Regions from separate parts of the Mus musculus genome. Here region 2 is linked to region 1. A link is a contact called in public promoter capture Hi-C data. All regions are on one chromosome and are shown on one strand. Each heading gives the region's core, a stretch centred on a gene start, on an enhancer-like site or on the middle of the called end of the contact. The rest is flanking DNA. Distances are from core to core; before and after follow the strand shown. Region 1 holds the start of Kif14 (kinesin family member 14). Region 2 holds the start of Aspm (abnormal spindle microtubule assembly).

Region 1 (4,659 bases), core at 944-3,443:
CAATAAGAAAAAAATTGTCAAGGAATAAAAATTATCTTAAAAACTGACTTTATCGTGTAATTTTTCATATAGTTAAAGCACTTCTGGGTTCCTTTTCTCTCTTACAGAATACATTTCCATTATCTCCATACTGTTAATTTGGAAAAATATTTGGCTAGAATCATTCTTTGGTTTTAGTGATTACCTTTTTTCAGGTTTCAGAATGTTATTGTAACCTTTACCGCAACAGCTTTGGACTTCCAGCCACACCACTTGCTACTTGTCAGATCATTCACAAGTTTATTAACAGACTGGCATAACATTAATACTTGATTAAAATATTCAGGATTAAAAAACAAAACTTTAATTCATCTGAACACTTAGTCCACGACATCACGTAACGACTTGAGTATGAAATACCAGAGTGTTATTATAATTAACGTGGGGGCACATGGTCATTCCCTACAGATCGTCGTGTAAAGGATCGGATAGATGAGGCACTGTCGCTTCTCCTGAAAACCCTTCAGGTGAGTGCCCGCCCCTTTGGTGGTACCGCCCAGCTCCAAGCTCTGAGCTCCAATTCCGCCCAGAGGAGGGGCGGGCCGTCACCTAGGAGATAGGGCGGGGTGTGTCTCGCGGTAGAAGCTGCACTTCCGGGGATGGGGAGGAGTGAAGGCGCGGCGCTTGACGCTACGCCCAGCGACCAATCAGGAAGCGAGGCGCGCATTCAAATTGCCGCAGCCACGGGAGCCTGTGCCGGGAATGGTGAGTGTCGAGGTCTTAGGAGTGGGAAGCGCCTCCGAGCTGAGAGCGCTGAGGTTGCTCGCCCAGCGAGCCGGTGGGCTGAGAGCGTTGCGGTGTTTGCCCAGCAGGCCGGGGTGCTTGGGTGGGTGGTGCGGCTCGGTCCCCTTTAGTCCGAGGGTCCCGGGCAAGGGGCGCGGGGCGTCGCTCTGTCCACCCGGAAGCCGAGAACAGCGCCGCGGAGCGTGGAGCGGCGAACTGGAGGGGTCCAGGTACACTGTCACAGCCTGGCAAGACTGCCAGAGTCGCCAGGAGCCTCGGCCTGTGGTCGTGACCGACTTCTCTTGTCTTCCTTCCAGTCCTCTTGGAGATCTGATGGCCGAAATTCTGCAAACAAAAATCATGTTGATCTATGCAAAGAGCAAATGGCTTTTAGTTTCTAAGACAAAGATATATTGTCCCTAATTTCACCTCATATTGGGAGGGTTCTGTATTTTCACTGAAAGTTTAGCGGGAGATGCTTATACTCGAACTCTTTCTTTCTTCCTACAATGTCTCTTTGTCAAACTTTTAAAAATGAGCTTCTGGTAATTTGTTCCTTGATTGTAACAATGTCCAAATAGTTTGAATCAGTGACATTTTGTAAGGTAGACTCAGGAATTCAATTTTAAAGAGTTGTTTACGTCCATTTAAGGAGCATGACGAAGAGTGGCATTTGCACTGTTCTGTTTTAGATAATGCCTGGCAGATATTGTTGGCCTATATTTACCTATATGTGTGTAAACGCATGCCTGTCTAGTTTGTTGTATAATGAAGAAGTGACAGATAGTGTAGTTGTCTAACTTGAGGGGGTGTGGGCATCGGTGACAGTGTCAGGCTGGCCTTGAAAGTTCCAGTCTCTCACCTCGGCCTCTCTAAGGCTGGGATCACAGGCACGGACCATCACACCTGGCTACACACGCAGTTTGTAGTGTATAATGTCTGTGGTACTTTCTTAAGAGTAGCCTCCTTTGTGACATCGTGTTAAACTCCTCTGTAGGCATTCTTGTATTTAGGATACATTGACAAGTGTTCAGAAACCTACTTTGCTGCAGACTAATCAGACTAGATGCTATGATTCCAAGCTGGGGGCACTTAAAGTATGCTGACATACAGGTGTTGACCTTTCTTGAATCACTTTGTTGAGATTAAGGTCACCTGTAAGCTCCTTCTAAGCTGAGGAAATAAGGATGGGGAGGTCCTGTCTTTGAAGTCTGCAGTGTCTGTGGGTGCCTTGCTCCTAAGGGAACCCTCAGTAGATATTTGTTGAATAACAAGTGAAGTCCTTCGAGGGTGGAGATTGTAGGAGGCTGTGTGGAGGTGCAGTGGGAAGTGGTTTAGTCCAATGCATCCTCTGAGAGTTTGCTTCTGTAGTAGGAAGATCTCTCTCTTTTTAAAGTTTGTAGTAACCGTTTTATTTTTCATTTTTTGTAGTCGGCCAGATATTTTGTTGGAAACTGAAAAGAACAAAATGCCCAGCACCCCGACAAGGATCTGAAGGGCTTAGATCCTTCACATCCTCTTAAAAATCGCTTGCTGCCAAGATGTCAGTACACACTTCGCATAGCAGACACAACATCGGAAGCCTGGAGGTTTCTTCTTCACAGAAGATTTCAGCATCCAGTGGCCTCGTCCACAGCAGCCGGCTGGAACTGCACTTGAAGGCAGATATGTCAGAGTGTGAGAATCATGATCCATTCGTGAATGCTGGAAGTAAAACCATCGACATAAATAGCACTTATGTTATCTCTGCCTGTAAAAAAACAAGAGAGACTCCTGTTACCTCTGACCCCCGGAGACTGAGCCTCCAGAGAAGGGCTACTTGTGGGGACAGAGAGTCGTCTTTACTTGGAAGTGAGTTGGGAAACAGAAGAACAGCAGACACAAGTCTTAGGTTACAACGGCGGCACGGTAGAGCGGATTATGTGGGAAAGTGGGAGACATTGAATCCTGTGGGAGGTAACCCAGGAAGTGACTCTGCCTCCCAGGCATCGAGGACAGAAGCAAAGGGTGTAAATAATGATACCCGTGTCCTGTCGTCTGTCGTCTCCGTGAAAGACTCCAACGACACCGGGTTGACGAGATGCAAAGACCCAGGTCCTCCCGTTGGTGCCTCTAATGAAAAGGTGACAGTTAAGGACACAAACAGTAGAGCGCCTGTGGGTTCCCAGCGTCAGACTGAAGCTATGAGATCAGGACACTTAGTGGTGCAACTGACCGAGAGCAAGTCTGATACCCCAGTGTCAGGAGGAAGAAACTCACACCGTGGGAATGCTGGCAAGGACACTGCTAAACAAGTCGGTACATTTGGAAGCTCAGATACAAGAACCCCAGTGAAATGTGTTTTAGAACACAGATGGACACCAAGGCATGACCCGCCTCCACCGAAAAGCCCAGCTTTATCCACACCGAAAAACAATGGGAAGGACATCCCGAAACATGGCAGTACATTCAGAAGCGCGAGCTCAGAATCGAGGACCCCGGTAAAATGTGTCCCAGAACACAGATGGACACCAAGGCATGACCTGCCTCCACCGAAAAGCCCAGCTTTATCCACACTGAAAAACAGGATTGCAAGCCCTCGAGTTAAACCGAGGCCCAAAAGTTCTCTTTTTGCAAATAAAAGGGAAAGCTCACGAGAAAGCACACTCCCTCCAGAAGAAAACAGTCTAGTTCAGAAGACCTTTACAGAGCCAGACTCCTTAAAAGTAGAGAACAGTCAGGTGACCGTGGCGGTGCGCGTGAGGCCTTTCAGCAAAAGGTACGTCCGGCGTGTTAGCTCTCAGGCCGAGAATTCCATGTCATTATGTGTCTGTAAGACTCTGCTTCTAGAAAGCCAGTGTCTTTAAAGTCATTGGCATTTTCTCTTGGTACGGGGAATTGAACCCAAGACCCCATGTAGGTAGATATAATTGAGCCACATCTTCAGCCCACCAGTGTTTAGGCTTTGATTGTAGTTATACTGGTTATTTTTATAATAGAATACAAAATTAAAATCTATATTTTATACCCATATATAGGCATACACACACAAACACATACCTCTTTTAGAAACCGAGCCAGGCAGGATTGTGCACACTTTTAATCCCAGCATTTGGGAGGAGGAGGCAGGTGGATCTTTGGATTTGAAGCCAGGCTGGTTTGCGAAACAAGTTCCAAGCCAGCCAAAGCTACAGAGTGAGGCCTGGACCTAATGTGGCCAGGGGCAGGGGGAGGTGCCCTGAGTGAGTCATTTCATTCTCTCATGCAATCGCCTCTCAAATCTTTGATTTGTAGTGCTTGGGAATGTCTTCTTTCCTTTCAAAGAGCCACACAAGCTCATAGCTTCCCCAGAGAATGTTCTAGAATGGCATTCATCAACCGTATCACCTGCATTTGGTACATAGTGCTCATAAATGCAGAGGCTTAGCACACTTGATTTTGAAGGCATAGAATATTTCTTTAAAGGTGATTGCAGTTGGCGAGTCACAGATTATTGATAAGACTTTTAAAAAGTCAGCTGGGTGTGGAGGCCAGGCCTTTGGTCCCAGAGCTCACAGGCAGATCCCTAAATTCAAGGCCAGCCTGGTCTACAGAGTTAGTTCCAGGAAAGCCAGGGCTACACAGAGAAACCCTGTCTTTAAAAAAAAAAAAAAAGTAAAAATACTTATAAATGAGTGTATGCGTGTGCAATAAAATTGCTTGTAAGAATTTTTTTTTCTTTCTTTTTTTGAGACAGGGTTTCTCTGTGTAGCCCTAGCTGTCCTGGAACTCACTCTGTAGACCAGGCTGGCCTCGAACTCAGAAATCCGCCTGCCTCTGCCTCCCTCCCAAGTGCTGGGAGCAAAGGCGTGCGCCACCACTGCCAGGCACTTGTAAGTATTTAGTTGTTAGTATGTGGGAAACTTAGTGGATTTGGTG
Region 2 (4,659 bases), core at 1,015-3,514, 3.0 Mb after region 1:
TGTCACTATGCCTCTCTGTTTGATATTCCTGCTTGTATAAAGTTGAATAATGTACTGTGGTGTGATTACTGAACTTTATCCTTTTAACAATCCGACTTTTCTCCTTGTAACTATTAACAGTTGATGAGGGTGATTGCCAAAAGCTAGGTGTTTAGCTGCTCTGTGTTCTGTCATAACTGTTCTATTTAAGGGAGAAATGGTATATATTGAAATAGAAATGCTTTTGTTTTCTGTCTCTAATCAGAATCTTTGTTTTTAATTAAGGACAGTTTTAAAAGCAATTACAAAGGAAAATCTAAAATATCAAAATTCATTATTTTTCACTGTATGACAAATGTCTTAAGTTTAGTAGATATTTTGTTTGTCTCGTGTTCCTTAAATATAAATGTATAGCAAAAATTCAGTTCCTTGTGAGGAGTAGATGAGGTCTTGCATATTAAATTAGTTCCTTATGTTATTTTGATATTTAAAATAAACAGTTCTTTGGTCCTAGTAAAGCACACCCAGGTTCTTTTCACATTACACTTTCAGCGTGGGGTCACAATGTTCTGCAAGTCTCTATATAAAACGTAAAAATGATGAACAAAGGCAAAACCAAGTATCTTGGGAACGTTTTGAAACATGATTTTAATAAATTACAAATTATTTAAAATATCTTAAATATATATTAAATACATAGTTGAATCGGCCTTAATTTTTTTATATATATTTTCAAGTATTAGATAGAGATAACTTTGAAGTAGTCATATTGCTTTTGGGGAATTTTAAAGTGTAGCAAAATTCTATTACTGAAAAACTATATCCTATAAAATACTAAAAGTGGGCATTCCTCCCCCTCCCCTCATTTCTGCAATTCTTCGTTCTGGTTTTGGGGGGAAGGCTTGCTGTAAAATGTTAATAACTCTACAGGATCTCACCCCAACCTAACAAGCTCCATTTCTGTTCCAGTCTTCAATGTGCCATCACTATTGGTTATAATCACAAAGAGAGATCATGTCTAAAAAACACAAAACAGCCCAACAACATGCTACCAGCTCATTACATCTCTGGTCAGCCAAGGAAACGTATAAAGGTGGTTAGTTCTGAACAGACATGTCAGATAGGAAGACTTGGTTTATATAAATATTTCTTGGCTAACTGGTAATGTGTGACAATCACTGTGGAACTTTCTGACATAGTGACACAATGTTGGTAAACCACACAAGTTACTAAAAAGAAATCACATTAACTGTACAGCATTGTTTGTAGGCACAAAATGAAAACTCAGCCTGGTCCCGTTTAAGAGAGTGTTTATTCAGAGGTCACATATGAAAGACCATGGCCAATGGACACAGATATAATTTATTCCAAGTTCGATGTTCCAAGGTCGTAACAAGTCAATGATGGTCTTGTTTTTGTTTTGTTGTTGTTTTTACAATACTTAGAGGCAACCGGACGTGGTAGTGCACGCCTTTAATCCCAGCACTTGGGAGGCAGAGGCAGGCGGATTTCTGAGTTCCAGGACAGCCTGGTCTACAGAGTGAGTTCCAGGACAGTCAGCGCTATACAGAGAAACCCTGTCTCGGGAAAAACAAAACAAAACAAAACAAAGCCAATTAGAGGCACTTTTCAAATACATAGGAGAAACATTAGACGTGTGCTAAGGCAATAGGGAACCCTGGTATAGCCTCAGATGCTGGCAGTACTCATTTTTGGTTGGTTGGAAACCAGTGCTGTATTTCTCCATACAACTATTTTACACAATGGTCACAAAGACATTAGGTAACTTAAGAAGGATAGCACGACATGGCTATTAAGACTAGCTAGTTGTGTTCCCCAGTAATTGTTTATAGTGCTTGGCCGCCAGCATTCTAACCCCTCCACCATCACTGATGTTCATATCACGCAGCCTTGCCTAGGAACCAGTTGAAGATGCCACTTCTTTCCAGGAACTTGTTCACAAGTTGCACTCAGCTATTCAGGACCGCATGCAGCCGTGGGTTGGACAGTTATGATACCCTTTTCTTCCCCGCAAAGTGTTTAAAACACCAAGGCTAATTTCCGTTCTAATTGACCGGCTCGTAGAGTCGGGGAAATTTGCTGCCCTGTTTTGTTTTTGCCCCAGGTAACCCTGACAACCCCACCATCGTTTAAACAAGGCGCCGCTTCCTCATTGGCCAGGCGCTTTCGTTCGCTCATTGGCTCTTTTTAGTGATGTGGGCGGGTTTCTCCTCGCTGGTTGGTGCTGTAGCGAGGAGGTTCCGGGAGCTCCCATTGGTGGAGGCGCGATATTTGAACCGAGCAAAAGCGGCTGGGCTACTTTCCCGGGAGTTTAGGGGATCTTTTTGGCTTTTTGATCTTTGTCCTTGTCCTGGTCGTTGGCTTCCGGGAAGCCGGCGGGAGCCGGACAGCGGGTACCTGACTGCCCGGTACGGGTGGCTGCCATGGCGACGATGCAGGCAGCCTCCTGCCCAGAGGAGAGGGGGCGGCGGGCGCGACCAGATCCTGAGGCCGGGGACCCGTCTCCGCCGGTGCTGTTGCTCAGCCACTTCTGCGGCGTTCCCTTCCTCTGCTTCGGGGATGTCCGCGTGGGCACGTCGCGGACGCGGTCTCTGGTCCTGCACAACCCGCACGAGGAACCTCTGCAGGTGGAGCTGTCGCTGCTGCGCGCCGCAGGCCAGGGCTTCAGCGTGGCGCCGAACCGCTGCGAGCTGAAGGTGGGTGCGAGGGGCACGTCCCCGTGGCGTCACCTTGGGATATAGTAAGAAACTCTGAGAAGATCTGAATCAGCTCCTAGTCTTCACGGTGGGGCTAGGAGATAATGGGACTCCGAGACCAAGTCGGTGTACTGTTTTGATCTTGGGACGCTCTCCTTGCAGGGTAGGGCAGGGATACAACAGGACCCCAAGACCTTGTCAGCTCCGGGACTTGACCAGGGATGGGAAAGTGGGTGGGGCTCCCTCTGCCTAGGCGAGGCTGGAAAAGAGCTAGACCCAACACCAAATCTACTCTCCTTCTTGACCCCGGGAACACCCTCTGCAGAAGTGGGACTACTAGAGAGGAAGACCCCAGCACCACGTCAACTCAGTTGACGGGCTTTGGTGTCTTGCAGTTTGGAAAAAGTGGGCAGTAACTCGCTTGGAATGATGATTAAAAGCGCGTGCACCTGCCATCCCTAGAAGCATTTCAGAGAGTTTCTGTTAAACAGATAAGCGTTTTAAATAGACGTTTGGCAGGCGTTGCAAAATATGTTTGAGTATCTAAAGATGATATACTTTAACATTTCCCTGTTTTGAGACAGGAGGAGTACATTGATGAAACTTTTCTAATTGCTTCTTTTCAGCCATTTTAATATGCATTTGTTTTTCTTATGTTTGGACTCAGTGGAACTACATTTCTATTGTGATAATGAAAAAAAAAACTATTTTGTTTAAATATCCAGTCCAAACCCTTACATGTGATGTGTAGGCAACCTTTGTATTTTACTCTTTTTTTTTTTTTTTCCTTTTGCTATTCTTGTAGTCTTAAGAGGTGTTTCATTCTGACTGGATTACTTTTCAATGAGTAGAATCTCTAAAGCTGTGGAAACAGTTAGCTGAGGGAGCCTGCACACACCGCCTACTAACTAGTAAGGATCGTCCTCAGGGAAAGGTTGGTTGGTTGCATCATCGGGAATCCCAACACTTAAGAAACCATTGCCCTTCCCTTTGATGAACAACTGCCTGGATTTCTGTCTATAGATATCTTTTAAAGGATAAATCCTGGCTTGTAGAGGGGAAAGTCTGTTCTTAGTGTTAATCAGCTGGCCTAAAAAGCTAGGATTTCTACTTTTCCAGAAGAGCGTATCCTTTTCACCTAAACATGTTTCATTCCAGCACACATGACGTCTTAGTCTTAACCTTGTCAAAGCACACACTTCACCACTGAGCTAGGTCCCGAGCCCCAGCCATTACATTTTACAATCCACTCATTTAAAATGACTTGTAGATTATCAGTTCTTTTGCTATTGTGCAATTAGATTTTATTACATTTATATTTTTTTGTTGTTATTGTGAACTTTTATTGCTAGTGGCTCTATTTTCTTATAATGTAGGAAAACTGAATAGGAAAAATAATTGACTATTAGGGTGTGTTAACAGTTATCAATCTGCTCTAAGTTATGTATAGTGCATTTGGCTATTATTAATTATATTGTCATAATAACTTCTGATATTTATTATCATTATTCTGATAATAATTGTTCTAATTACAGCCTAAAGAAAAACTTACCATTTCCGTTACCTGGACGCCACTGCGAGAAGGGGGAGTGAGGGAGATTGTCACATTTCTTGTAAATGATTTCCTGAAGCACCAGGCTATATTACTAGGAAATGCAGAAGAGCCTAAGAAGAAAAAGGTAATGTTTTAATCATTGTGATTTTCTGGAAGGAAATGTTTGTCACGTAGAAACATTTAGTTGGGGGACATATATCACATCACTTATTTAAAACTCGTTAAGAACAGCTTACAACTTCTTTAGTATATTTCTTTTTCTTTTTTTTTTTTACAGAGAAGTCTTTGGAATACCAGTAAGAAGATTCCAGCCTCTTCAAAACATACAAAAAGGACTTCCAAAAACCAACATTTTAATGAATCATTTACTATTTCACAAAAAGACAGAATTAGGAGCCCACTGCAGCC

The links. Promoter capture Hi-C pulls out the DNA fragments that hold promoters and counts their contacts.
Region 2: a contact with region 1 is called in a promoter capture Hi-C map of erythroid cells, with 12 times the contacts expected there. The contact joins the promoter of Aspm here to the promoter of Kif14 in region 1. A contact is called at or near these places in 2 of 39 promoter capture datasets (erythroid cells and pre-B cells), 1 of 115 datasets of contacts at active chromatin or transcription factors (astrocytes) and 1 of 9 other capture datasets (liver).

The regions. Positions count from the first base shown.
Region 1 is chr1:136,465,655-136,470,313 of GRCm38.p6, forward strand. It overlaps Kif14 (kinesin family member 14), which reads left to right and starts at 2,194. Exons shown (of 29, transcript NM_001287179.2): 1 at 2,194-3,520. The coding sequence starts at 2,304.
Region 2 is chr1:139,452,509-139,457,167 of GRCm38.p6, forward strand. It overlaps Aspm (abnormal spindle microtubule assembly), which reads left to right and starts at 2,265. Exons shown (of 28, transcript NM_009791.4): 1 at 2,265-2,696; 2 at 4,232-4,375; 3 at 4,529-4,659. The coding sequence starts at 2,424. Zbtb41 (zinc finger and BTB domain containing 41) reads left to right here. Exons shown (of 11, transcript NM_172643.5): 11 at 1-499.